Linked DNA regions of Mus musculus: regions 1, 2 and 3 are each linked to region 4. A link is a contact called in public Hi-C and HiChIP or PLAC-seq data. All regions are on one chromosome and are shown on one strand. The core of a region is the stretch at or near the end of the contact, and the rest is flanking DNA. Distances in the headings are between cores, read along the strand shown.

What was found. Hi-C and Micro-C count contacts between places; a contact is called where the count stands out from the background. HiChIP or PLAC-seq counts read pairs in DNA pulled down with a chosen protein or histone mark.
Region 1: an H3K27ac HiChIP or PLAC-seq map of stem cell-derived neural progenitor cells shows a contact between it and region 4. The contact joins the enhancer-like site here to the promoter of 6030407O03Rik in region 4. A contact is called at or near these places in 2 of 15 datasets of contacts at CTCF or cohesin (embryonic stem cells and stem cell-derived epiblast-like cells), 2 of 484 Hi-C or Micro-C datasets (nephron progenitors and trophoblast stem cells), 2 of 115 datasets of contacts at active chromatin or transcription factors (embryonic stem cells and stem cell-derived neural progenitor cells) and 1 of 9 other capture datasets (embryonic stem cells).
Region 2: a contact with region 4 is called in a Hi-C map of nephron progenitors, with 3 times the contacts expected there. The contact joins the enhancer-like site here to the promoter of 6030407O03Rik in region 4. A contact is called at or near these places in 1 of 484 Hi-C or Micro-C datasets (nephron progenitors), 6 of 115 datasets of contacts at active chromatin or transcription factors (embryonic stem cells and stem cell-derived neural progenitor cells) and 1 of 9 other capture datasets (embryonic stem cells).
Region 3: a contact with region 4 is called in a Hi-C map of uterus, with 5 times the contacts expected there. The contact joins the enhancer-like site here to the promoter of 6030407O03Rik in region 4. A contact is called at or near these places in 1 of 484 Hi-C or Micro-C datasets (uterus) and 1 of 9 other capture datasets (embryonic stem cells).

What each region holds. Positions count from the first base shown.
Region 1 is chr1:73,266,538-73,273,562 of GRCm38.p6, forward strand. Gm29185 (a long non-coding RNA gene) reads left to right here. Exons shown (of 5, transcript XR_865539.3): 2 at 2,538-2,632; 3 at 3,228-3,329. Among named protein-coding and RNA genes, the nearest start is that of Gm31344, 94 kb to the right of the region's middle. Within about 2 kb of position 4,399, at least 27 of the 459 cell types and tissues checked have an H3K27ac peak or open chromatin away from gene starts, as enhancers often do. A contact at or near this core is called in stem cell-derived neural progenitor cells, where this site is marked.
Region 2 is chr1:72,942,539-72,949,332 of GRCm38.p6, forward strand. Gm31047 (a long non-coding RNA gene) reads left to right here. Exons shown (of 5, transcript XR_001778985.2): 3 at 216-353; 4 at 5,851-6,023. Among named protein-coding and RNA genes, the nearest start is that of Gm31047, 6.9 kb to the left of the region's middle. Within about 2 kb of position 3,068, at least 64 of the 459 cell types and tissues checked have an H3K27ac peak or open chromatin away from gene starts, as enhancers often do. A contact at or near this core is called in nephron progenitors, where this site is marked.
Region 3 is chr1:73,151,241-73,158,097 of GRCm38.p6, forward strand. The region is part of intron 1 of Gm29185 (a long non-coding RNA gene); the gene reads left to right. Among named protein-coding and RNA genes, the nearest start is that of Gm31197, 14 kb to the left of the region's middle. Within about 2 kb of position 2,356, at least 9 of the 459 cell types and tissues checked have an H3K27ac peak or open chromatin away from gene starts, as enhancers often do. A contact at or near this core is called in uterus, where this site is marked.
Region 4 is chr1:73,862,868-73,870,102 of GRCm38.p6, forward strand. It overlaps 6030407O03Rik (RIKEN cDNA 6030407O03 gene), which reads right to left and starts at 1,599. Exons shown (of 9, transcript NR_045311.1): 1 at 1,508-1,599; 2 at 1-249.

The sequences.
Region 1 (7,025 bases), core at 3,149-5,648, 590 kb before region 4:
AAGCTATAAATGGCATATAGCATGCCATTCTGATGTGGTATGTCTAGTAACAATCTATACTATATGGTTGTTAGAATATAAATATTATACATAATATATAGTAAGTATATTTATTGGAATCATTCTAAGCAGTGTATTCATATTATTGCACTGAATTCTTACAACATTCTCACAAGGTGGGTTATCATTGTTTTATAGATGGAGAAACAGATACACAAAAAATACAAGAGACTTGTAAAAATGATAAATCTGAGCAAAGACAACTGGTAATATTTAAAATCACAGGGCTCTGAGGGTATGGATTGGGTTCACAGGTACCCTTAGCATAGACTGCCCATCAGGCTGAATCTATTTCTAAAGCAGTGTTTCTCTGTGTACATCATGCTCACAGTATTTAGTTGTATATTATTTCCAAATGGAAATGGAGTTCATTGATCATTTAAGTATTATGTTCACTGTGAAACAGTTCAACACTGTTGAAAAGTAAAACTGTTCCAAATGGTTTCAGAACCTCTAGATAATCACTGCTATTGCTGTGGTGGGTATCACATGAAGATTTTTTTTCTATGCATAAGCATGCATGAATATCCATGCTTTCATTAAGTGGAGTATTGCTATATGTATTTTATTTCCTTTTAAAAAATTGATCTGTTAGTCAACTTCGCACAATCTAGAATCATCTAGGCACATAATTTCAATTAAGGAATTACCTATATCAGGTTTACCCATGGGCATGTCTGTGGAGGACTTTCTTGACCATTGATTGATGTAGAAAGACCCATTCCATTTTGGGTGGAACCATTCCCTAAGCTGGACCTTGGTTTATATAAAAATAAAGAAAACTAACAAAGAATCAGGCTAGGCAACATGGATATATTCGTTTCCCTCTGTTCTTGACTATGACTATAAGACAACCTGTTGTCTCAAACCTCTGTGACTTAACCACATGGTGGACTGTTACTTGGAATTATAAGCCAAGTAACTCCTTCCCCCCCACCAAGTTGATTTTAATAAAATATTTTTATCACAGAAAATAAAACTAGAATATAATACAGCCTTATTTTCAGTATTAAGACATTTTAGAACTCAGATCACTTTTAATGGTTAGTGGTATCCGAATTACTAGATATGCAGTTTCCTCATATAGGAGACTTTCCAGGACCACCCCCCTCCCAGTGGATTTCTGAAATCACGTAACACTATAAGCCAATGTCTTTTCTACATAATTAACTCTGTAGCCTTCACTTGAATAGTGTGAGGTGTAGTGGCAAAGCTAACATGAATCCCTTACTCCTCCTTCATGATTTCATGGGTAGAAGATTTGTCCTTAGCACTGACCTCAACAACCTCGGCATACCTTTCCCCCACTTTTTATGAAGTTGACATGTTTTATCTTTTTTTTTTTCCAAAGGATGCACTTTATAGACTCTTGGCACATCTGAGTTGCCAGCATCACTACTCTTGTGCTTCAGGGTCATCATTAAATAAAGTAAGGTTAATGGACCACAAGCACCTGGATACCTGAGATGCCTAAGTGACTCTGAGGGCAGGAAACATGTACAGCAGAGATGCTCTAGACAAAAGAGTGATTGGCGTCCTGGGTGGGCTAAAGAGGTGATGTGAGATCTCATCCTGACACTTGGAACAATACACATTAAAACTCAAGAGCTGCCTTTTTTTTTTTTCAGATTTTTTCCATTCATATTGTAGGTCAAGCTGAAACTGCAGAAAGTGAAATTACAGACAAAGGGACTACTCAATTGTAACAGTATATATATATATTTCCAAAGCGTTGCTATTGTAACCATTGATACAATTTTTAATTATGCAATTTTTCTTTTCCATTCTGGCTAAGCTTAGATGTACTCTCGTAGTCTAGGTTTTCATTTCTGTTTCTTTGATCAGCAAAGAGGTTGAATTTGCTCATCTTTTCATTGACTAGTGTTTAGCATTCCTTTCTTAGATTTCATTACTTTATTTTCCTCATTTCTTTCCTCATTTCTAGAACAATTTAAATAAGAGATCCAGCCCTGTATTGCTAGATACATTGCAACCGATGTTTAGAAATTTAGAAGCGACTTCAAAGGTCTTCTATCCTAATCCCCCAGCTTTACAGATTGTTAGAGAAATGAGGTAGCTCAGCGTGTGTCAAGGTTTACAGTCCTGAAATTTACAGGGATTTGTTAAGGTTTCTATCTAATGTAGATCTCTTAAAAGACAAAAATAACTCAGTTGACCACGTACGTGTAGCATAGAGCTCTTCATGAAAGTGGTGCCTTCTGTTGTTTTTTTCCCCTTGCGTTTTTTGTGCCAGGTTTTCTTTGTTTCCAGTGAGAACAGAAGTAGGACATGTTGGGGAGAAGCTAGTTTCCCAAACATCACTGGGGAATGTTCATCTCATTAGAGGGAGGACATTGGATCTGGTAACTGTTGATAGTCGTTGTAAGCCTAAGGACAGCTTGCTGGGTCTCTTGGATGCTTTTGTGTGCTAAGAGCACTTCCCCATCCTGTGTGTGACTGTGCACATGGTTTTACAGGCTGATGTTCGCCATGATGGATGAGGGCTCCTCCAAGAACCTGCTAACAGCTCCGAGCACCTCCTCTGAGAGGACATTTGAAAGCTGCTATCATGGTGAGATTCAGACTCACATCTGTTTTTCATGCCTTTCCATAATGGGAATTGCATTTGCTTTCCCGTTGCTGCAAGAAGGGAAGGGCACAATCTAAAATTAGGAATCCTGGTGAACAGAACGTACACTTGTCCCTCAACAGTGCAGGTTGGCTTCTTATTCTTGATTTATTCTAGGAGAAAAATATTCTTAGCCTAAGGGTCAGGGGAGACAGCTTGAGGAAGCAATTGTAGAAGTCAATTGGAAGACAGGAGAATGAGGGCGGAGGTAGGAAAGCCATCAAAGTGTGTTTATTGCTAATAGATTATTCCAGACTTCCTCTCTTAAATGGGGGAATGTGTGGAAATCTGCTTGTTCATTGTGCAACATAGCGAGTTAAAAGGGGCGGGGGACCCAGAATTCTTAAAGGGAAAAAAGCCAGGGAAGAGTGAAGCAGGTGTTTCCTGCTGTCCAGTCCTCAGAGGAACACTCAGCCCTGGGAGGGAGCTTTCCACACCCTGAAAATTAAGGAAGCCATACTTTTCCATCAGCCTAATTTAGTGGTCAGACTCACAGTCACCAACACAGCTTCTTCTTCCCTCTTTCCCCGTCTCTTAGCCTCAGAGGTGTGAGAGACCAGTGAAACCTCCATTCTCTGGGATCCTTCTTGCACCTGGAATACATAGCAACTATGGAATCGGCTTTTTGAACGTGTAAAAGGTAGCTTTTGGTTTTGAGAATTCTCCTTTCTGTTTTGTCTATTTATCTTCTGGGATCCACTGGTAAGAGCTTTTCAGTTTCTCTGTGTCCTGGGTCTTATCTGCTTTAAAAACAAACCACAAGCAAACAAATCCCCCTAATCAAAACAAACAAACGAACAAACAAACAAACAAACTTGCCCATATCAATCAATTTTTATTTCCTTCCTTCCTTCCTTCCTTCCTTCCTTCCTTCCTTCCTTCCTTCCTTCCCCCTCCCTTCCTTCCTTTTCTTTCTTTCTTTTTTTCTTTTCAATTTTTGTGTTGAATGTGAATGTTTGTATCCATGCCTAATATACCTTTCTTTACCTAAAAGTAAAATAAGAGGTAGACCCAGTTTTGGGGTGGAATATAGCTGTGAACTTGTACACTACAATCCCTAAAGTTACCGAGTCCTTTAGCTGAGCTCCTCTAAACCCACTGAGCAAACTAAGATACTCGTGACTTAGAAATATTTACGTTACATCCCTCTGGTTGTAAGCTAGGTCTCTTTAAGTATTTGTGAGCTTGCCTACGCTCTCTCCTTTATTCTTTCTCTCTTCCATCCGACCACTGTGCATTTCTCTTTTTCCTTCCCAACTGTGAGTAATCCAGGAGAAAAAATCATGTATGTGAGTGGGTATCATGGACCCTCCCAAATTTAAAAACAAAAAGATTTACTAGTTCCCTTACACATTTTTTTTAAGACTAAGGGAGAGTTTAAAAAAATGAAGCAAAGGATGAAGGGAACGAAGAAGGAAGAAAACAAAAGAGGATGAAGATGAGCTGGGGCATTGGGTGATGTAGAGAAAACACCATATATCACCCAGATGTTTGTCTACAGTGCCCAAACATCAGGCTTTGGGGAGACAATCGGAAGACACAATGCTTCTTTCAGGGCAGACAACTGCTCACAGCCCCATGGCCTCTCTCCCTGTGAGTGTGTCTATCCCTTTCAAACCTTTTTGTGGTCAAGTTATAAAGGCCTGTTTAGTAGGTGGGATGACGTCACACTGACCACAAAAGCTTATATTTCCTGCTACTAAATACACAGCCCCTGCTGACGAAGTGGTCATTACAGAGCTGGCTTGTTCTGTCTAGGTCACTCAGAGTGGGGACAAAGGCACTGGGGGGAGGGGGCCTGTTGAGAGAGCACAGCCATTATTCCCAAGTGTGTCTGCTGGCCTGCTGATTCTCATCTTGTTGGAACTAAAAGATGAAAATAGAAGTCCCTTTGTGCTTCCTGGGGCTCTTTCTCAGGAAGGATGCAGGAGCATCCTGGGCGGCCACATGGTGGAGAGAAAGGAACAGATGAAATCCAGGTCGTTGATTCTGATCTCTCATTTCTATGCAGAGTGATTCCATCTCTCTGCCTCTGAGCACAGCAGTCTCCATTTTACAAAGGAGAAGAGGATTTTATGCAGGAATCGAATGAGATCACGTGTCTGACATTTTATTTTTCCAATGTAAACATCATTTCTTTCTTCAGGGTTCTTACAGTACCTGGGACACATGGCAACTGTGCGTTCTCCTTTTTGAATGTGTAAAATATAGCTTTGGGTTTTGAAAATAAAATTTTGGTTTATTTTCCAGGAGTAACTAGTAAACAGCATTCTCTTTGTTTTTGACTGTTCCATACATCATACATTTCTATATAATGTATTATGTTTATATCCACCATATCACTCTCTTCTATACCTCTTCGTTAGCTCTGAGATTTCTTTTTTCCCACCTAATGTCCCAGTGTCTACACTATTAAACAAAATAGCATCCCATCTTCCAAGGATTGTCGATAGTTATTAGGCCCTCAGGAAGAGATGAGAGCTTTCTAGGGAGGGGAGCAGACACATCCTTTATCCATGGTGGGAAGTTAAAGGTTCAATCTTATGTGGGTTCCTTGTGACGATGTCAAATCTTGGTGGCAGTGTTATAGACTTAAATGAGAGAGGAAAATTGCCAAGATGCCATCTAAGAAGCCACACCAAGAACTCAGAGAAACAGAGAGGGAAGAGAAAGGATCAGGGAGATACCATGGAAGCAGTGGTCTTGTGTTGGGTCTAGGAATGTGTAAGATTTCAGTGTACAGCAGTAAATTAAAGGTGACAAGGTAAGGAGCCACACCCATGAGCCCCTAAGTGTCGCCTGACATTACAGCAGCACGCAGCGTGTTCAGTGTCAGTTTTTTGGCATTTGAACTGCAGATGAAACAAAATTACACAACTACAACTTCTAAATATTTCCCACAATCAGACTAATTTCAACATTGACAGAAGCAGAAAACCACTGTTTAGCCAAGATCCTACGGAATTTTCCTAGCCTCAGCTCTGAGCTTAGACAAAGAAGGGCTCAAATTCCCCCACTTTCCTTTCTTTTAACCACCCCTCTGTCCCAGCTTGAAGGACTATTATGCACAGGACTACAACCCCAAACAGGACTTTGACACTCGTCACCATGGTGATTAGAGAAGAGATTTGTTGCTGTTTTCCATGTAACAGGTGATAGGGACAATTATCTGCCTAACCAGCTGCCTAACCTGGTTGTGGACCAAGGTTATTTAGGCTGGTTCCCTATGAAAACAAAAACTTGAAAACCTTCCATGTTCCTTTTACCCTCTGGGTCTACCATGCATCTACTGGGGATGTGTTTCCTAGCAAGGCCCCTGGCTAACATTAGGGGCCTCTCTTAGGAGCCTCTGTTAGGTCTAACACCCCATGCACCCCTGTTCTGAAGACGTGGCACCCGCTGTGTCTCAGCAGTTCCCCATAAGCTGCCAGCCCCTGGCACAGACATTAGCTGTTAACTGTGTTTCCCCTGGAATACCCTGGATGAGCTGCTGACAGGGACCACAACTACTGTTTGCATTTCCTAATTTAAAAAAACAAAAACAAAAACAAAGTGTGTGTGTGTTTGGCAATAGAGGAAAGTCAAGTCAGGCAGGCAAGTTCAGAGTCCAGCCATAGGGGAGAGGGTCCTGGGTCCCCTCCATTGAAGTGTTTGGGGGAGAGCAGGGTTCCCAGAAGATGAGGTGACTTTCAGAGAAGGACAGCATCCCTGTAACCCCAGGCACATCTCTGAAAACAGAGCTGAGAGAGAGTCACAAGTTGGAGCATACTAGTAAGCTAATAAAAGTGTTAAGAAGTAAGACAACATAAAAAAAAAAAACTGATAACTGGAACTCAGGAGAAACAAGAATTCTGAAAAGGATCCTGAAGACTGTTGGCTGAAGCCAAGTTAACAGTCCACGATATTATTACGAGACTCAGCAAACCTAACACTAAAAGAGCATTCATTACCCCAGGGACAATGCCAGAAGGAGATCAGCTCCTGAGAGAACTGTGTGGGTGGAACCAGAGAGCAAGAGTTGAGAGTGGGACAAAGGACTGGAGTTACAGCTTGAAGAAACTGGGGTCTGCATTTAGAAAGATAAGAAGACAGAAGAGGTTCTCATTTAAAAAAAACAGGACATGTCTGCCAGAGACACAGGGCTCCTTCATTCAATGTAAACTCAGAAAAATAACACACTGTATTCACACATATAAAACATATGCATTTCTTTTTAAAAAAAAAATGAAAACAAAACAAAGCAAATCAACCAACCAAACTCCAAACAACCTGGAGGCCATTGGTCTAAGACCTCAGAGTGATGATAACTTATAAAACCTCGGGATGGAGAGTGTGT
Region 2 (6,794 bases), core at 1,818-4,317, 920 kb before region 4:
TCTCTCCAAGCATCATGTGTTCTCCCGTGGGTCCTGCTTCAGCAAAACACGGCGTGAGTCGGCCTCACCACGTGAGTGTGTATCACATGACTCAAGCAGAAACTTACACTTAACATTTTTTTATGATCGTCTTTTTTGAATCTCAGCCAGCAAGGACAAAGAGTTCCTATCTCTGCCTATGCTTCCTTAATTTTCTTTGTCTGCGTTGATTCCAGAAACAGGGGAGCTACACAGCAGGAGGATTGCTTCAAGGGCAGCTTGGACTACACAGCTTGAACCTGTCTCAACATCTCCTAGAAGCCTCCCCACCTCCAGTTCCCCCCTATAGTCTTGTCTTTCTATCCTGCTTCAAGGTAAGGGAGACTTAGTTGGTGGAGACCATTAGAAGAATCCTGTAAGTTAGAAAACGTTGTAGTTACAGTCCCATGCCAAATTCTAACTTGAGGTAAGATAATGGATGGAAAATATAATAATAAAAAAAGTGTGTGTGCTCATATAACCACATATACACAAGAGGAGTGTTTCATATGCTTATATTTGCACGTTAGTGAGGCAATGTGTTGATGCTAATTGTGGTAGTTTGAGTGAAAATGGCTTATATAGGCTCATAGGAATGGCACTGTTAGGAGGTGTGGCCTTGTTGGAGTAGGTGTGGCATCATTGAAGGAAATGTGCTGCTGGGGGTGGGCTTCAAGGTCTCAGAGGCTCAAGCCAGGCCTAGAGGATCCCTCTCTCTTCATGCAGCCTACTGATCCTGATATAGAACTCTCAGCTCCCTCTCTAGTGTCACATCTGCCTGCCTGCCACCATGCTTCCTGCCATGGTGACAATGGACTAATAACCCTCTGAACTGTAAGGCAGCCCGAATTAAATGTTTTCCTTTGTAAGAGTTGCTGTGGCCATGGTGTCTCTCCACAGCAAAAAAAAACCCTAACTAAGACATTGATGCTCTAATATATAGGCTCTCTAGGCTGTGGTCTTCACTGAGTTAGGACAGTCTGGACGGCGTGGAATGCGTATGTTGTGAGCACTGAAAACATTCCCTGGGGGATTCGGATTCATTCCTTTGAAAGAATTGTCACTTCTCTTTTGCTTCTTCAGGAAGGGGCCTGCCCTCTTGATCACATCTCTGGATTGCTTCCATCCTCACCAGGGCCCACCTTTCTCTAGCTCATTATCAGAGAGACAAAAACGCCCCCTCACTGGTAGGCTAAGGAACCACCACTTGCCCGAATTTGCAGAGAGAGCTCCAGGGGCAAGAGAGACATCCCACACTCATCTCTCTGAATTCCAGCCCTGGTGGATACTCATACATTAAATCTGTGGACTCAGACTCCTGAATGGATGGGGCTGGTTATACTGAGACTCCTTAATGATGAAGGTGCCACCTGGGGGAGGGGCACATCAAAAGCAGTTTTGGGAAAGAGTTTTAAAAGGTGCCTCATTAAACATGCAATTCTTATAAGATCCAGGTACTTGCTCATGGACAATTACCACAGAGAAAGAAGACTCAATTAGATAAGGACACAAATGTGGATAGGACCCCTCCCCCCTAAACCTGAAGGCAGCCCAGAAGTCCTCCAGCAGGTGAATGGCTAACCCGACTGCCATCCATTCACATGATAGAGTGAATATTGCTAAGCCATCCAAAAGAATAAGCTACTGACAACTACTTGGGCTAATCTCTAGTGAACTATGCTGAAAGAATGGCAGCCTCCTTTAAGATAGGACTAAAGATCAAACCTAGGGCCTCCTGCCTGCCAGACAAGCCCTGTACCACTGAGAGATAGTCCCAACCCAGCAAATGAGCAACCTCAAAAAGGTCACATGTGATTCTATTTATAATAACGAAACAGCAACTCATGGGGATGGAGGAGTGGGTGTGTGGGAGGGACGTGGATGTAGCTGTGGGAGGGGAGGGAGGGATCTGATGCTGGAAATAGTCCTCTCACAATAGGCAACAATATCCCAGCTGTGACACCGTGCTACCCAGTTTCCAAAGACCTTCTTACTGGGAGGAAACTGGACAAAACCACCAGGGTCTGGCTTATAATTTTTTCACTACTGCATGTAAATCTGCAATTTGCTCAAAATACAAACTGTAGTTAAGAGGGGAAAATGTTAGACTTTACAGAGCCATCTCAGGTCTTAGAGCAATGGTACCATACAGGTTCCAGTTAGTGTAAGAAAAACCAGAAAAACCAGGCCCTTTCTCCAGTTTTGAATGTGAGCAAGGAATTTACTTCCTCTAAGGCCCTGAAGTCTTTCCTTGTTCTTGTCTTGTTTTGCTTGAGGAAGGGTTTCTAGTTCAGATAGTTAAGGGTGACTTGGGACTTCTGATCCCGCTGCCCCTCTCTCTTGAGTGCTGGGATTATAGGCATGCGCTGCTACACAGGGTTTTAATGAGATACTAGGGGCTAAACCCAGGGACTCACGAGTGTGAGGCACACACTCTACGAACCCAGTTACATCCCAAGCTCTGGCGAAGTTATTTTTAGCATAGTGGTATCGGGTTGATGGCTCTCCACAGAGGCAGTCCTCAATAGAGAGCATCTCTCAGTGAGACTTTGGGAGTTCTCTTTTGTGCTGTCTGGCATCCTACCTTTCTTCCTAAGGTGTCATAATCTCCCAGGAAGCCAGAGAACGGTGACCGAAGAAGGGTGCGGCTGCCCTTCTTTCCCCCTTTCTCTCCCCTCCCCACTCCCGCAGCCACGTGCAGCCTGGGGTGGGAGGCTGGGTCAGGGGTGGAGGAGGGGCGGAACACTTAGGTCAGCAGCTCCAAGCTGATTCTGTCTGGCTTCACGGTTGGCTTTGCTGAAGCCAGAGTTGTCAACTCTGCCCTTTAAAAACTGAGCAACAAAGGGGAAAAGAAAAAGAAAAAAAGGAGGAGGGGGGGAGGGGGCACACAGGGTGGGCGCGCTGGGGGGAGGGCAGAGCCGAAGGACAGGTGGGGACTACTTTAGCAAGAAGGTCCCGACTCCGCCCTTTTCTTTCAAGGACTTTTCTAAAGTATTGTTTGTTTTAGTTCCCCAGGGGAGTGGGTGTGAGGCTGGGCGGGGAGGAGAGAGCAGGCATCCAATGGACTCCAGACACCTCTTTTCCTGGGGACTGGGTTAGGGACCTCCATGGACTTTGAGTAGGTTCTGCTTTCTTAGTCGCTGGGCTTCTGTCTAGGAAACATAGGATCCTAGCGGTTGGAGGGAAACAGTGGGACGCAGAAGCGTCCATGACATGTATATGGTCCCTCTACCGTGAAATAGTGCCCTAAAAAAACGCGTCCATGCCTCCTGGGGTGGCTATTACAACACAATTTGATCTTTCCAGACTGGAGTTCGGAGTTCCCTGTTACACTCACAAACAGAGCAGAGCCTGGGGTTGCAGCTGTCTCCTGGCAAACCACATCCACAAGAAAGCCCCCGTATGCCCCTCCCCTACCTTGTATTTGGTGTTAGGGATTCTCCAAAAAATCCCACTAGGTAGAGCCATGGTGGGTGTGGTCAGCGGTGTACAAGGCAGGGTAGGGCCCTTCTGCGGAGGGGTGCAGAGTTTGTTTGTTTGTTTAAGTAATTCTAAATGAAAACTGATTTCAATGATTTCAAAATCATTAGCCTTACCGGGCCACTATCAGTCTCTAGGAATCAATGAAGCAGTTGTAGGATTTGATTGGTTTCTCCTGAGGGAGTCAGGCTCCATCTGAACTCAAGTTTAGAACAGTTTGGGTCTCCAAGGCAAAGCTGTGCTTAAGGCAGTGAGTGGTGTAAGGAGGACTGTCCCGCATGAATTTGTTAGTTTGCTCCCGGCTAGCCTGTCTCTTTAAAATATGGTTGGTCTCCACCACTCAGCCCTGTGGTGGCTTTTTCCTCTGCCTCTTCCTCTCTCCCTAACTGCTGCTTCTGCATTCCCCCTGCTGCCTAGAGGTAGCTTAGCCAGCCTGCGCCTGAGCTTGTCTGGGGTCAGGGGTCAGGGGTCAGGGGTCAGAGGTCATTCCCTGTGCACAGAACCCAGGGCAGAGGCAGGTGAAGATGCTTATTAATAACCATCTGCTGGCTTGGATGCATGATGAGGGAAGGGAGGGCTGAAGTCGACTGACAATATTTCACCTGGTTGTTTTGCTGAGAGTCAGACCAGAGTCAAAAGATAAAACGCCTATGGTTTTCTATTTTTGACTAGATCTGTAATCCATGCAGAGAAAGAAATGTTCCCTCCTGAGGATGCATTGGAACTAGCGCCTATTCTAATCACTCTACCTTAGCAACAAAGGACACAGGACACTTAATCGGCCCTCTGGTGACTTAGCTTTTCTCTTCTGTTGTTAAAAAATCGGACAGGCTGGGTGAAATGACAGGTTCCTCTGGTTTTTTTTTGTTTTGTTTTGTTTTGTTTTTGTTTTTTCCTCACTTCTGAGCTACTGATGATCCACTTATTACATCATTATATGAGCTCTAGGCTGTGGAATATTTGTGATGAGACTCTTTAAGGATAGTATTTTATATTCCAAAGCTTTCAAATCAGAAGCTTTGGTCTGGAGGGGTAGCACACCTGTCCAACATTCGGGAAGCCCTGCGTTCAATCCCCAGGAACATGTACAAACACATGCTCTTGAACACAGGCACCCACCCTCCATCAGTGTACAAGATAAGCAGTGCTTACCATATAGAGTTTACATAAGTCTTCACCCTCATCCAAACCTGCATGTAGTACGTTGTAAGACAGAGATAGTTATGAGCCATTTTCAATACGAGGTGTGATTAGAGTTCATCAGAGTGACTGCAGGAGCCTAGCTGTCTGCTGGCGCCTGCTTATCTCAGACTCTGAGAGTTAGAAAGTTTCAGGGAGTCTGTTACTTAACTGAGTCCAAGATGGGAAAGGGATTTGACAGTTTTTAAAAAAAACCACCACCATGGGCTGGACACAGTGGCACATGCCTTTCATCCCAGCACTTAGAAGGCAGAGACAAGTGGACCTATGTGATTCAAGGCTAACCTGATCTGCATAAGTTTTAGTACAGCCTGGAACACACACAGTGAGACCCTGTCTCAAAAACAGAACAAATAAAAACAAATCAAACATCACTGTCTCCTCTCCTGTCAAATCAGCATCCCCATGACCCCCCCCCCCCTTTAAAAAAAACTTTCCACTATGCCTGTCTCCCTCACCCCCACCCCCATTTTTTTTTTTTCTTCAGAATTGTTACGATCAAGACTGGCTTGTTTCCATTAGCCTTCTGAATTTGTTATTGTCTTTTTCCAATATACATTACCATCTCAAACATTGCACCAATTGGTTTATTTTATAATTAATTATGCTAGGGTCAGGAAAGTTAAGTAACTTGCTCCAATCCACATGACTGGTAGAAAATCATAGAGTTGGGATTTGAGCTCAGATCTAGTTCACCCAAGACCCCTATCCTTTGTCTCTCAATGATGCTTCCTAGACACAAAAGTCTACTATTTCTTTTAGTTTGTTGGCCTTTCTCTTGGTTTGTCTTTCTCTCCTCTGCCTTTTGACATCTAAGGTTGAACCTCCACAATTAGGCTGATGGAACAGCAAGATAAAATAAGCAAAGACAGAGATAGGAGGTACGAATGATAACAGATACAATTTCATCTAATTAAATAAAAAAATTATGTTTTAAAGGAGGGCGTCTTCAACTTTATTCACTCAAACCCCCCTCAAGAACTTCATGTAATGTGGGCATGCAGAAATGGGGCTTCTTTTGTGTCTTGGTTCTGTTTACTCTCTCCAGTTGTCCTGCAGGCTTCCAGAGGAAGAGAAATGGCTCCGAGGAGACTGGGCTGTTTCCCCAGGTTCTTGCAGCGCCAATGGTCACTGATTACTTTTTTCCTTCAGGGCAGTTAGCGAGAGGAAGGACTTTCTCCTCAGTGGTTCCTGCCCAGCACAGCGCATTGTCATCTTCTACCTGCAGATCAGCTCCAGAAGTAAAAATGCAGCTGTCACAAATGTCCTTTATAGTTCTTCCCCAGTGCTCCTCTGCCTTTGTCTCTGAGTGGTGGATATAAGAGGTAACTTCTCACCATCAGTTGCTTTATTACAGTCGGTAGCCAGAGTGTGCATGTGGCAATGGAGTTACAGTGGACATTAAAGAACAGGGCTTTAGAACAGGGATAGAATGAGTAAGTTAGATTTTTGCACGGGGTGACGGGAACCTGAGCCTGGTACTGGTGCTGTCATTCACGGCTTCCCTGGGAGTTGAAACAGGTCATTGAGCTAGCAGGAGGCAGATGCATTCACCAGTGGAAGGAATCAACAGGTTACCTTGTTCTCATGAGACACTGGCTCTGGAACTCACGCCCCATGGAGGTGCTTTGCTGCAACCATGTTTTGTACCCTCAGTTGTTGTCTTAGTGATGGGAGGCACTATGTCTGAGCGCTGTTTCTCCTAGTTGAGAAACAGTGTCCGAGACATCTCTCTTCACGTAGGCTGCTTAGTCCATGTCCCGCCCACTGCTGTTGTTCCCCGTATCTTTGACTGCCCTGCCCTTCCTCTTTACAGATGGACTGATGGATGGGAGGTGGTGGGCATAACTGACCAAGTGGTTTTAATAAGAGACCTAAAGGTAAATTTGGTGGTTCCGAGTATTCTCATTTACTCAGAGGAAAAGATGTATTTGATCCCTCCTGACAATGAAAGCAAGATTTATTTTTTCAGTATACAGTGCCTGGCATACCAAAGCAAGTAACAAGAGTAGATTTAAGAAACTGCCTTAGATTGTTCTCCATCCATCGATCGATCGATCGATCCATCCATTATCCATCCATCCACCCACCCACCC
Region 3 (6,857 bases), core at 1,106-3,605, 710 kb before region 4:
AGTCTATTCCTACTTGAAAAATCAATGACTGAGTTCAATTGAATGCAGTTAACTAAGCGGTTAGCAATCCCCCATTTCAGCTGTACTGTAGGCTGCCAGTATTCCATCACAATCGTGGGTCTGCACTAAATATCTCCTCTAGTTCTCTACCCTTTCTTCACAGAGTTGCAGAGGAATTCTATGCTAATTCCTGAAGCTGTACAACCTGGTGATTTTTATGTTTTCTGATTAATTTATCATATCACAAACTCTCTGTTTTGTGGCCCTTTTCAGTTTCTGCCCCTCTGGTTGTCTCTTTTCTTAACAAATATTTATTTCCAGTTTCAAACCTACTGGGTAGAAAACTTTGGACTAGCCATGAATAGACACAGAGGGAAAGATAAAAGATGGTATTGAATTTGGAGGCCACACACACACACACACACACACACACACACACACTCACACACACACTCACACACACATGCACACACACCATTTTATAATATAACAAAATTTTGTGCTCATGAAGAAGGTGTGAAGGGTTAAGTATCACAAAATAGCATCCCCCAAGTCTGGCCCACGGAGGTTTGGCTATCTTTACAGATGAAGTCATGCTTGTAGCTAAGATGTGTTAGAGACAGTGGAGATGCGACACTCATGGGAGACAAACTTCATGTGTGAAGCCCTAAGGTGTCAGGAACAAAAGAGGACAGCAGGTTGAAGTATTTGGAAGTGTCTGGAAGAAAAATGAGGTTCTAGTGAGAGCCTGGGGTGCATATGGGGCCCATTCCCATAGTGGTCCAACTGTTAGGTTGTTGTTAAAGTTTAGTCCAGAGGATCTGAAGAATAGTCATGCACTTAAGCAGCCTATAGGTAGTACTAGATTTATGCTTTCAAAGCATTCACCGGCGGGGGCAGGGGGGCAGAATTTAGAGGCTTTATTCACATAAAAAGACACGAGTTTCTGCAGAGTCATAAAAAGGGTAGTTCAAATGCAGAGGTGTAGATCTGACATCCCAGCTGTCCTGCAGCTGGAGCAGGAGGCTTGACAGTTCAAGGTTAAATGGGAGACCTAATGGGACCCTGTCTCAAGATAATAATGGAAAAAGAGCTGAAGATATACATCAGTGGTGGAGTGGTTACCAAGTATGAGCAAGGCTTAATCTTCTGTCACCTCACCTCCTGCCCTTAAGAAAATTAGGTGAGCCATTTAAGAGGCAGGTGAGAAGAGATTTAGTTACTAGTTAAATTGGGGCCTTAAGAGGGAAGTTTAAGGTAGCGTAAGTTTTCCTTTGGGGTACATGAATCTACTGTGTGTAGCAGTGGTTCTCAACCTTCCTAATACTGTGATCCACCCCCAGCCATTAAATTATTTTGTTGCTTCTTTATAACTGTAATTTTGCTACTATTATGAATCGTAATGTAAATATTTGGTATGCGATCCCCCCCCCCCCTAAGAGGTTGTGACACACAGGTGGAAAACCTCTGGTGGGTAGCCATAAAAACAGAGGATGCACTGGAAGTGGCAGTGGTGAGCACAATGAGCTTGGAGTTTGGCATAAATTCGATCTTATGTCATTTGGTGGTGATGTTCAGGCAATGACTATGTGCACAGAAGTGGAGTCTGCCTGGAGCTGCTCCTCCCTCTCTTCTCCTTCCCTCCTCCCTCCTCCCTCCTCCTCCCTCCTCCCTTCCTCCTCCTCCCTCGCTCTCTCCACTTCTTCCTTTTTTCTTTCTTTGATCTTTTTTTTCTTCTCTCATTTCTTTTTCTACCTTCTTGGGAAAATAATACTTAAGAATATTTATATTCAGAGTGAAGAAGTCGAAAATAGCGACTGAAGGCAAAGTAAAAGGGAGAAAATATTTAAGAAAATATATGTTCATTTCTGCTTTGTTTTTCCATCTGCGTTTTTGCACAGTCAGTGTGCAAATAAGAGCCCGTGTGTGCATGCGTCCTGCTCATATATTCAAGTTCTTACTCTACATTTGTGGGGGAGGTTCATCTTCAAATCACTTCATGGATTACAAACTTTGCTGAGAGATAGGAAGAACATTCTTGTAGGAAGAGAAGAAAGGTGTGTGTGTCAATAGTATGTTCCTAGAGCAAGAGATGCCTCTCCCTGCCATGAAATGAGAGGCTAGATCTGGTTAGGTGTAGCACAGGCTTCTTGATTGCCTAACAGAATAACATGGATGGGTGTGGAAGATGGTGCTATAGGGTGACACTTGAGGTGCTCCAGCTGAGGGTGCTTCAGCTGAGGGTGCACTGGCGAGTAACAGTTGGATTTGCCAGAGGCCCACCATTTGAGTGCATACAAGAGAGCAGCCTGGGCTCTGTCCCAGTTTCCACTTGGCCAGCCCCCTGGAAACAGCTGTTCACGGGCCGCTGAGTTCTTTCCGAAGAACAATGAAGAACAGTGGTTTGGGGTAGGTGGGGCTAGGAACTGGTTGGTTGGGCAAGAAAATCAGACACAAATTCAGGCCTCGTGGCCCAATAATTCTAAGTACCAAAGAAGCCTTGTCTGGAAGCCTTGACACTCGTACTAAATAAGGGGAGAAGAAACAGGAAATTAAAAAGCACAACTGTGACCCAAGCATTCCATACATAATTACCCCTTAGATAAACATTGTCTTCTCCACACAAGAACGAACACTATTCCAATATTGCCCCAGTTTCTGACAAACATGGCAAGAAGACTCTCAGTACTGGACTGTTCACTGTGGGTCATTTGGCTGAAGCTTCATGCTCAGTGGAGTTAACTGCAGTGGAGCCTTAAGAGGTCCATCCTCTGCCTCCTCGTCGCTAAAGCCTCTTTAGCAGTTTTTTATACTATGGAATCCAATGGAGTCTGAGTCTCAGCCATCCTCCAGCAGACTCAGCTTGGTCCCTGTGAGTTTGGAGAGTCTGGATTCATACAGAAGGCTTCTAACATTTCAAATGAATACCCATGGAATTCAGAAGATTACTTTTACTGACTGAAAATGACCATGGATGGATAATGAATGTTTGCCTCTATTTCCAGAGTATATGGATGGAGGTGGCCAGTAAGATTCATAATCCCAGCGAACAGCTTATCCTTTCCAATATTTACCTTTCATTCACTCTACCAAGGAAGCGATATTTCAGACATATTATATGTGAGACAGCATGAAAGATACAAATGTATGTCAGATAAACTGCCCTCAAGCTATTTACAGGGAGGTACATAAGAGCAATATTTACATACTCATAAAACAGGCAGGGTGGAGCACATGCGTGTCTTTGTCCACCTTTCACAGTGTGGTGTGTGTCCACATAAAGTCTCTTTTACCTTATCAGTTGCAAAAGCACAATTCTAACATAAGCAAAATAGGAGATATTTATTAAAGTAAAAGGAATTATTTATTAAAAGTAATTAGGGAATTATTACTTCACACAACTAGTAAATTTAGTGGCTTTGGATACACTCACACACACACACACACACACACACACACAGAGAGAGAGAGAGAGAGAGAGAGAGAGAGAGAGAGAGAGAGAGAGAGAGAGAGAGAGAGAGATATGTTGCCTGGAATGGAGCTAGAAGACAAAGGGAATCTGGAAGTCAGGATCCTAGCCCATGGCCTCTTTCTCCTGCTCTCCATAGAAGATCTCCTAGGAGACACTGCTTGCTCTGGCATTGGTACACCACCTGATATAGGGCAATCCTCTCTCTTTGGAGAAGAAATGTTCTTATTGGTCTTGCTGCAGCAGGTTCCTACCATGTGAATAGAGTGTGGGAACACTGAGGTCCCATCAGAAAGAGATGCTGGTTCAGTCAATTCTAATGACATTTATTGTAAGCTAGACTTCTTAGGATGGTTATTTGTGAGTAGATAGAGAGAATTCAGGATGAAGAGTAAGGAAGTCTCTGCAAAGAGAGATAGATTACAGGGAGATGGAATTTGACCAATACTGTGTCGATCACAGATCTGACTGTCTCCATGTTTATAGAAAAGAGCAGAGATACATTGCACTTCAAGGAAAAGTGGTAGCTCTATAGCCTAACTATAGTTTATTCATTGAGAGGATAAATAAAAATAAAAACTATTTATGAACTAAACATAACCAAATTATTTATGAACTAGAGCCGAGCAGATAAACCTGGCTTCAGGTTGTTGAATAGGCTGAGACGGATGGAGTGGGGAGATGAATAATAGAGGAATCCCAGTAATCCAGGGGAGAGGAAAGGCAATGGGAGGGGCAGCGGGAGGCACAATGGGAGGAGCTCTGAGCTAGGTGGTGGTGGTATGACTAGAAAGGAGGGAAGCACTGTAGCCACTCTGTCTCCTTGAACATGGAGCCCAAGGGAGGAGAAGTTAAATGATGCTGAGGCTCCTTATATGTCCAGTGGTGCATCAGTGAGCAGTGTAGCTGCATCTCTACGTTTGCTATCTATCAGGAAGGTGTTTAGCAAAAGATGTTCCCACTAAAAGTCATTGTGTTAATTAAGTTTCCATTATGGCGACAAAATACTCAAGAGAATCAACTTGTAAGGAGGAGAGGTTGCTTTAGTTAACAGTTCTCAGTTCCTACTCACTGGGCTCTGTTGCTTTGGATCTGTGACGTCCCAGTTCACTGTGGCGGGAATGTAGAGTGTGTAGTACAGGAATCTTGTTCATCTCCCAGTAACGCAAGTGGTTGAGGACCCAGCCTTCAGTGCATTTGCCTTTGGAACACGTTCAAGAACCAAACTGTAGCAGTTTTCTAGAGCATTGCTTATTGTTAAATCCCAAGGTTTTGATTTTTTTTTTCCCTGTTTGAGTTCTCTGATGATGCTGAGAAAGAACTTGATTGCACTTAAGCAAGCATGGTGATCACAAAGTAGCCAAAATGTGGAGTCCTTGAATGCAAATAAGGTTTTGTATTTGCTGTCCCGTCACCCCTAGAACAGATGCAACGATCAGGTTGCTTCTAGCTCTCCTAGCTACGTGATGAGCATCAGCGCATTGATGATCTGAGCCTAGTTCTTGATGAAAAAAAAATTCGATTTTACAACTGAAAAGGATGGGGGTATTAGTAACGACTCTAAGACGAGTCAAAGGCACCTGCAAATATGTCTTCCAGGCAATAGCTAGAATGAAAAAATGAATTAGAGCCTTCAACCTTCAGCTATGCTACAGCACCAGATGTTAAATTTCTGTCCTCCATAGGATCCAGGATCTTCAAAGGGACCACATACCACTGACTCCTGAAGGTAGCAGGAGGTACTTGCTGCAGCTTTCCACAATCCTGTTGCCACACTTTCTGCTACAGGAGGAAGAGATGTTGCACGCAGGCTAAGAGAATGCTCGCATGTCTCCAGGAGAGTGAGGCAAGGCTCAGCTGAAGACTGGGAATGAGCTGAGAAATGGATGAAAGTCATACTATGTGGATAGGCTGGAGGGACTGCCTTGGGAGGAGAGGTGGAAGCCCTCTACTGACAACACCTGAAGATGTGGCCTGATGGAAAAGCACCAGTGTGTGGCAGGGTCTTAACTCTTGAGGCAGGGCAAGATCGGAGAAGAGCTAAGGAAAACATAAAGCTGGAGAGAAACTGACTAATGGACGAACCAGTTGGGAAGCAGGAGCGTCCTCTATGGGATGGGCAGAAGCAGGGAGGTGCTAGAACTGGACACAGATAAAATCAGCTCTGTGTGCTGTGTAGGCCAGGACACCCTGGCATGAGGAAAAGTGTCTACAAAGGGTGTTTACATTCACTGTCTCATCCGAAATGTTTTCCAACTTCATTCCATTCACTGCTTCCCCAGTAGGTGAGGACAGTACCAAAACCTGCAGAGCATGTTGAGGTGTAGATACAAATGAGCAATCTTCCTTTCCATTGCTGCCTTTGAAACTAGGATACCTCATCCCAACTAGACTATACTTTCCTTCTTCCCAGTTCTTCGCCTGATCACATTATTTTGAGGCATCTCACAGTCACCTGGGCCGTCAGACTCTCTCTAGAACCCAGGATCAGGAACATTATTAGGCTCACACCCAGGAAATCTCAGAAATTATTTCTGAAGTCTAACTAGTAACACCAGGTTTTCCTCCGGGTTCCTGATGAGGTTAGAGTGAAGGACACAAGCCAGGGAGGAGGACAAAAGACACCAATTTCATGAGGACAGTACCAGACCTTTCGTGTACTCTCCATGGTCACATTTGAAACCAAGATTACTTTTATTTTATATTATTATTACTTTCTAAATGTCTGATTACTAATGAGAGAGGAAAAATAAAGAATGTGAGTTTGGGTGGAAGGATATAGATAAGAAAAGAGGTGGAGAGGGTCTCAGAGAAGGTGGGTGAGGGGAAAGCCATTAATCGGAATATATTTATTGAAAAACAATCTATTTCAATGAGAGAAGACAACATGTTCTAGAATAAATGACAATAAATTAACAGTGAGTAAATGTATTTGAAGCCACCGTTGTCTGACCCCCCCAAACCCACGTTCTTGAGAGGGAACAGTTAGAAATGGGTCTGTCCATGACAGCGGAGTCTGAGGAGTGGCAAAGAAGCCATATTGTCTAGACCTGTGTGGCTGAGACTCTTAGAATCAGGGTGGATAGAGAGACTAAGTCTGGCGAGCCCCACATCCCTACTTAGAATCCCCTCCCAATGTGCTCAGATGCTGCTCGTTGTAAGTCAGGAGGGCACATTCGCATAGCTGCCTGAACTAGCCTCCCCCCAGCTACCGCTGAAAGTTACACAAGCAAATGGGAATTTCGGCATGCCAGCATCAGCAGCTCCCTTGCCCTACCTCATGATCTGGGTTCTGACTCTAAAGTCTCCACCCTACTCCTCATTGCCTCCCATTTCCAATGCCACCTTTTTCTTCTGAATTGCTGGTGTAGATACCTCTGTGACCAGT
Region 4 (7,235 bases), core at 349-2,848:
GGTCTGAGGCCAGCACGTTCTCTTGTGCACGTCTGCACTGCCTAACAAGATCTGGCCTCTGCCTTCCTCTGCTTGGGCCTCTCAGGGCCTCTCCGCACGGGTAGACACTACCCCCTGGTGGGCTTGGGCGCCCTGTGCAGGCCTTCAGGTCTTGGCCTCCAGAAGAGTTTGGTTTTCCTAAAAGAAGCCCCATCACGGAAGCTGTTGGGGGACTGGGATTCCATGGTGTGGGTGAGGGCCTCCGGGATCCTAGAAGAAGCGAAAGAAAGAAGCAGAGGTTTGGTGTTGCTCGCTAGCACTCTGAGATAGCGATGGAGCAACAGGAAGGTGACAGCGGCGGAGCTTTCTAGATATCGACACCTGTTGTGGGAAAGGAAAGCACTCCCTGCTGGCCAGAGGGGAAACTGAGACTGAGCCGTCACTTGAAGCCTGGGACTGAGGGATGATGGGACATGAAGCTGAGTGGTCCTTTAAACTTAGCAAATAAAAATCTGGAGACTGTAAATCTTTCGTTTACGATTAACAGTGAATGCTCTTTAGCAATGTACTAGCCATGCACAGCGAGCAGGGTATCTGTGCAAAGAGCCAGGGAACTAACTGATGCTGCATTGGAGATTACAGAGGAGTTGGGGATACAGGTGGAATGCCCCAAATTAACCTGTAAGCCTCACCTGCCCCGTTCATTAACCAGTTCACTAGTTAAAGCTACTAGGTCTCTTCTTAAAAGAAGACAAACAGGTTCGCCTTGCCCATGAGCTTCATATTAAAGAATAAACAGGTTTCAGATGGTTTCTGCTAAAGAAGCCTGCTTTACAATGACTGCTTTCAATAACGAGTACTTATGTCTTTGGTAAATGACTAGATGAAAAAATTTCGTTCTGAAATATATAAAGATTTGAGAATAAAAAAAACTTGAATAAGTTATAAGGATCTCAAAAATGATTGTGGATATATAGAAATAAAAAAGGTTTCGGATTCCTTTTCCATTCTATGCTGTTATTGCCCTGAAATTTGGGGGGGGGGGGTGTCAGGATTTGATGAAGTACCAGCTGTTTTACTACTCAGTCACAAGCTCAGGATTTTGAGTTTTCTTTGGTTATCTTCTAGATATAGACTTAGAGGTGCTTTTTATTGGGTTAAAATATCTCTATCCAATTATACACCTGGCTCTTTAAACAGAAAAAAATTTTTTTCATGTTCAGAGAAAAATGCTACAGTTCTTACTAAGACTCAAAGGCGTAAGTCTGCTGCTTCACAGAGTCCCATCAACTGCTTTCCCTACCATGTGAATTTCAATAAAATGGCAACGCTGATCTATCTCCTTTTATGAACTGAAAATTCGCATGAGCTTCAGGGAATCAGAGAAGTCGTAAGACTTGGATCCACCTACCAGAGTCAAATGGACTCCGGACAGTACAGCCTGAGTTTCTGTATCTGTCTGTCCCTAAGAATGGAGTTTCCCCTGGTCTTGGGATTCCTCCCCCTCCCCGGTAACACAAAAATTTACCTTCTGTCCCGAGTCTATATTTGTCTCAACAGATTTTCACTTGGCTGACAGACTTCATCCAGGGATGCAAACTGCAGAGCTCTGGACTTGCTGAAAATTATGTAAACCAGTCCAGCCAACATGATTGCTCCTTGTGCCTTCAGCTGGATCAGCCAATCCAGTGCTTCTGACAAATGCCCCATTGTCCAGCCTTTCACTAGCCTCTCAGTCTTCTGGGGCCCTGGCAACAACACCCTAATGTCAGCTGGAAGTAGTTACGGAAGAAAATATGTTGTCTGTTACCCCACCTAACAGGCTGAAAATGCTAAGTCAAAGAGAAACTCTGTGGCATAGAGGACAAAATGGCTACCTATAAGCTGACTGACACATCAGAAAAATGGGCCCAGATTTGTCAACTCGTAGATTTATTAACTAAAATAGTTCTACAATATGATAGGATACTTAACCTGCTTTATGCAAAATAAAAAGTATTATGTGCCTTTAAAAATATTTCTATACAAATCATTCAGGACTATAATTTGGCTGTACTCAAGAAACATTGCAAAAAGGGACCTGAGATAAAATAAATGACTGGTTTCCCATCCATGTCCAGGCTCCTTCTAGATAGTAACTCTAATGGTTAGTAGATCTAAAATATAAACAAGTACCCATCATAGGATCAAAGACTTGAGAGGCAACACCAGGGGGAATGTAATGCCCAAATTTAACCTGTAAGCCCTATCTGCTCAGGACAACAGGTAACTTCCTAGAATGCTGGGAACTGTAGTTCTTGGAAAATAACAAAGCCTCATGGGAAAGTACCATGACCTATAGGTTTGTCCTTATAAACCCCTTCAACATAACCCAGGGCTCAAGGCCACTCTCTGCTGAGAAATTTCAGGAATGGTCCTGACCAAAGCCCTTATCTTGGTCAGTATTTAATATTTAATAAAGCTTGCTTTTAAGCTTGCCCCAAAATGGTGAGATTGGTTTTGCTTCAACGAATCTCATGATTAACATAGCAAATAAGCAATATACTAGGAATGGTGATCCCAGTATCTCCCAAAGAGATAGAAGTGGGACATACAGGAGATAGAGCAACAACAAAAACAGGAGTCAGAGAGAGAAGAGGGAGGGGGGGTAGGAAGAGAAGAAGGAAAGGGAGACTATTATGGTCTGTATGCTTTTGTCTATCCAAGGGTCATACACTGAAACTCTAACGCCGATAGGATAGTATTAGGAGGTGGGGCTTTGAAGGGTAATTAGGTTTAATGAGATGGTGGGGGGTGGACCCCATGATACCATTTGTGTCTTTATAAGAAGTAGATCAGAGCTTACTGTCTCCATCTTGTCAGTGTAACTGGCCCTGCAGAAATGAAGACATTCTAAAGAGACAATTATGTCTCTTGCTCTATAAGACGACGGAAGCAATGGACCCCAGAGAAATGAGGGCTTCCCCAGGAATTTTATTCTGGGAGAAAAATAGGGCACCAGCCAAAAGGGGGAACTCATCTCCGGAAACAGACTTCACACAGTTCTAAGGACTTGTGAGACCTCCTTACAGAATGAGAGGTGAAGCCCAGTGACGTCAGTGGTGGGCGGGACCGTGCCTTCACCAGACCGATTAGATGTGCACATCCTTGTCTCTCTATTTAAACACTGATCCCACTTCAGGACCAGAAGGATGTGAGAGGTTTGCTTGGATCTCTTCCCAGTGTGGCCACATTAAATAACTCCCTTTCTTTGCTTTGCTTTTAATTAAGCACTTTTAATTGACTTATTGATGACAGGTAGCACTGACTTGGGACATAGATTGTGACACACACACACCCAACTTTAACAACATGACGACAGAAGATGACCAACTGACAACTAAGAAGAGAACATTCAGGGCACATAGGGAAGCACCAAGCCAACACCACAGCCCTGTGTCAGTATGTACGAGATGGGATGGGAGAGAAACAGGAGAGCCTGTGAACATAGTGGAGCATGTGTCCTTATTATATGTTGGAGCATCTTCTGGGTATATGCTCAAGCGTGGTATAGCTGGATCAGTACTATGTCCAATTTTCTGAGGAACCACCAAACTGATTTTCAGGTTGTAGCAGCTTGCAATCCCACCAGCAATGGAGTAGTGTTTCTCTTTCCCCACATCCTCGCCAGCATCTGCTGTCCCCTGAGTTTTTTATCTTAGCCATTCTGACTGGTGTGAGGTAGAATCTCAGGGGGTTTTTTGACTTGCATTTCCCTGATGACTAAGGATGTTGAACATTTCTTTAGGTGCTTCTCAGCCATTCAGTATTCCTCAGTTGAGAATTCTTTGTTTAGCTCTGTACCCCATTTTTAATAGGGTTATTTGGTTCTCTGGAGTCTAACTTCTTAAGTTCTTTGTATATATTGAATATTAGCCTTCTATCAGATGTAGGGTTGGTAAAGAACTTTTCCCAATCTGTTAGTTGCCATTTTGTCTTATTGACAGTGTCCTTTGCCTTACAGAAGCTTTGTAATTTTATGAGGTCCCATTTGTCAATTCTTGATCTTACAGCACAAGCCATTGGTGTTCTGTTCAGGAAATTTCCCCTGTGCCCATGTGCTCAAGGCTCTTCCCCACTTTCTCTTCTATTAGTTTCAGTGTATCTGGTTTTATGTGGAGGTCCTTGATCCACTTGAACTTGAGCTTTGTACAAGGAGATAAGGATGGATTGATTTGCATTCTTCTATATGCTAACCACCAGTTGAACCAGCTCCATTTGTTGAAAATGATGGGTTTTTTTTCCACTGTATGGCTTACACATACACATCTTGAACTATCTTTTCATGTCTTTTCTGTTTAAATGACAAATATAATATTGTAGTTTTTAGACAAACCAATTAAAACTATTATTTCACTAGTGGATAATAATTATACAGAACAATTTCTCCTAAAATTTTATATTAAGAGATCACCTAAATTTCACATTACAATGTGTATGTGCATTTAACTTTTTAAAACAATGTATTCCCTAATTTGGGTTTTTTAGAAGTTTTCTTTCAAACACCTGGGTGTGATTTTTTTTTCTGATTTGTCCTGATTGGGACTCACTCTGCATTCTGTAACTGTAGGTCACTGTTTTTAATTGATTTTAGAAAATCAGTGGGGAAAGGTATTATTATTTATTTTTAAATCTGTATTTGCTAATTCCCACCTCTGGTCTTGTTTATATTGATTTGTTTCTCCTAACTATACCTTATATTTTTTCATATTTTCATTTATATAGCATATTTTTAATCTTGGAAACAACTTCAAATATTCAGGCAAGTTAAAATGAAGTAAATCCTTTTTAAAATAATAATAATAGTTATTATTGATGTCATCATCATTATTAATACTACTACTACTATTATTCAGTCTTAATATGTAGCCCGTGCAGGACCCTACATAGTCCATGTAGCCTTAAATTTGTGATCCTCCTGGCTCTCTAAACTATTCCAGAGTAAATTTCTAATAAGAAGTCCTTTTGCCCATGTATTAGTCAGGGTTCTCTAGAGTCACAGAACTTATGGATAATTTCTAAATAGTAAAGGAATTTATTGATGACTTACAGTCGGCAGCCCAATTCCCAACAATGGTTCAGTCGCAGCTGTGAATGGAAGTCCAAGGATCTAGCAGTTACTCAGTCTCACGCAGCAAGCAGGCGAAGGAGCAAGAGCAAGAGCTAGACTCCCTTCTTCCAATGTCCTTATATTGTCTCCAGCAAAAGGTGTAGCCCAGATTAAAGGTGTGTTCCACCACACCTTTAATCCAGATGAAAGGCATAGCCCAGATTAAAGGTGTGTTCCTTAACTCGGAGATTCAATCTTCTGGAATCCATAGCCACTATGGCTCAAGATCTTCAAACCAAGATCCAGATAAGGATCTCCAAGCCTCCAGATAAGGGTCACTGGTGAGCCTTCCAATTCCGGATTGTAGTTCATTCCAAATATTGTCAAGTTGACAACCAGGAATAGCCACTACAATCCACCCCTTGTCAACTTGACACAAATAATATCTCATGTTCACATGAAACAATAACAAGGTTGTAAATACGCCTAACATGATATAACTATCCCTCGTACAATCGCAAACGCATTAGTAAATTTACAATGGGCATTCATATTACTTTATAATCCTCGTTTCTGCAACTGGTTACGTGGCCTTAATTGGTATTTATAACTACCTTCCTCTACTACCCATTCTGTATTTCCTTCACCTTCAGCCAGCACCTCAGCAGGTCTTGGCTCTTTTCCTGGAGGATTGACCCATACCTTCATTCCTGATGGGTCTGCGTCCTTTGTCATCCTGCTTGGATTAGGCTGTTGTAGTTTCCCATTGACTTTAATCACAGGACATGGTAGTACTAAGAGACGCCCTAAGGGATCTCCTGCACTCCAGACATAATCTTGCTTACCACCATTGTGAAGAGGTAATCCAATTTCCCCATGGTAATCTGGATCTATCACCCCTCCTAACACTGTTATTCCTTTTTTAGCCTGTTGGTTTAAGGGCATTAGAAGCCCAAAATGACCAGGGGGAAGTCTGAGCTTCCAGTTCAATGAAATGTTTGTTGTAGCTCCTGGTAGGAGCACTCCCCTCTCTGGAGCCAAAACTTCTAAGCCAGCAGAACCTAGAGTTATGGGGACAGGAAGCAAAAATTTTCCTAGAGGGTCACTAGGAGTGATAGTAAGTGGAACTATTCCGTTTTCCACCCCTTGATTCCTGGACCCATGAATCCTGGCTATGGGTGAAACTGTACCATATATCGAGCGCTGATTCAAAGCATATACTGCCTTCTGAAGAACTCTGCCCCAGCCTTCCAAGCTGTTACCACCTAATTGGCGCTGTAACTGCGTCTTCAAAAGGCCATTCCATCTTTCTATCAGCCCAGCTGCTTCAGGATGATGGGGAATGTGGTAAGACCAGTGAATTCCATGATCGTGAGCCCACTGTCGTACTTCTCTGGCTGTGAAATGAGTTCCTTGGTCAGAAGCAATACTGTGTGGAATACCATGACGATAGATGAGGCATTCTGTCAGTCCGTGAATGGTGGTTTTAGCAGAGGCATTACGTGCAGGAAAGGCAAATCCATAACCAGAATAAGTATCTACTCCAGTAAGAACAAAACGCTGTCCTTTCCACGAAGGAAGTGGTCCAATGTAGTCAACCTGCCACCAGGTTGCTGGCTGGTCACCTCGAGGAATGGTGCCATATCTGGGGCTCAGTGTTGGTTTCTGCTGTTGGCAGATCTGGCAATCAGCAGCAGCTGTAGCCAGGTCAGCCTTGGTGAGTGGAAGCCCATGTTGCTGAGCCCAAGCATAACCTCCATCTCGACCACCATGGCCACTTTGTTCATGTGCCCATTGAGCAATGACAGGGATGGCTGGGGAGAGAGGCTGATTGTCCACAGAACGGGTCATCTTATCCACTTGATTATTGAACTCCTCCTCAGCTGAAGTCACCTTTTGGTGAGCATTTACATGGGACACAAATATCTTCACATCCTTTGCCCATTTGGAGAGATCTATCCACATACTTCTTCCCCAGATGTCTTTCTCACCAATTTTCCAATTGTGATCTTTCCAAGTCCCTGACCATCCAGCCAATCCATTGGCTACAGCCCATGAGTCAGTGTATAATCGTACATCTGGCCATTTCTTCTTGCAAACAAACTGTAATACCATGTGTACTGCCCGAAGTTCTGCCCACTGTGAAGATTTCCCTTCACCTGTGTCT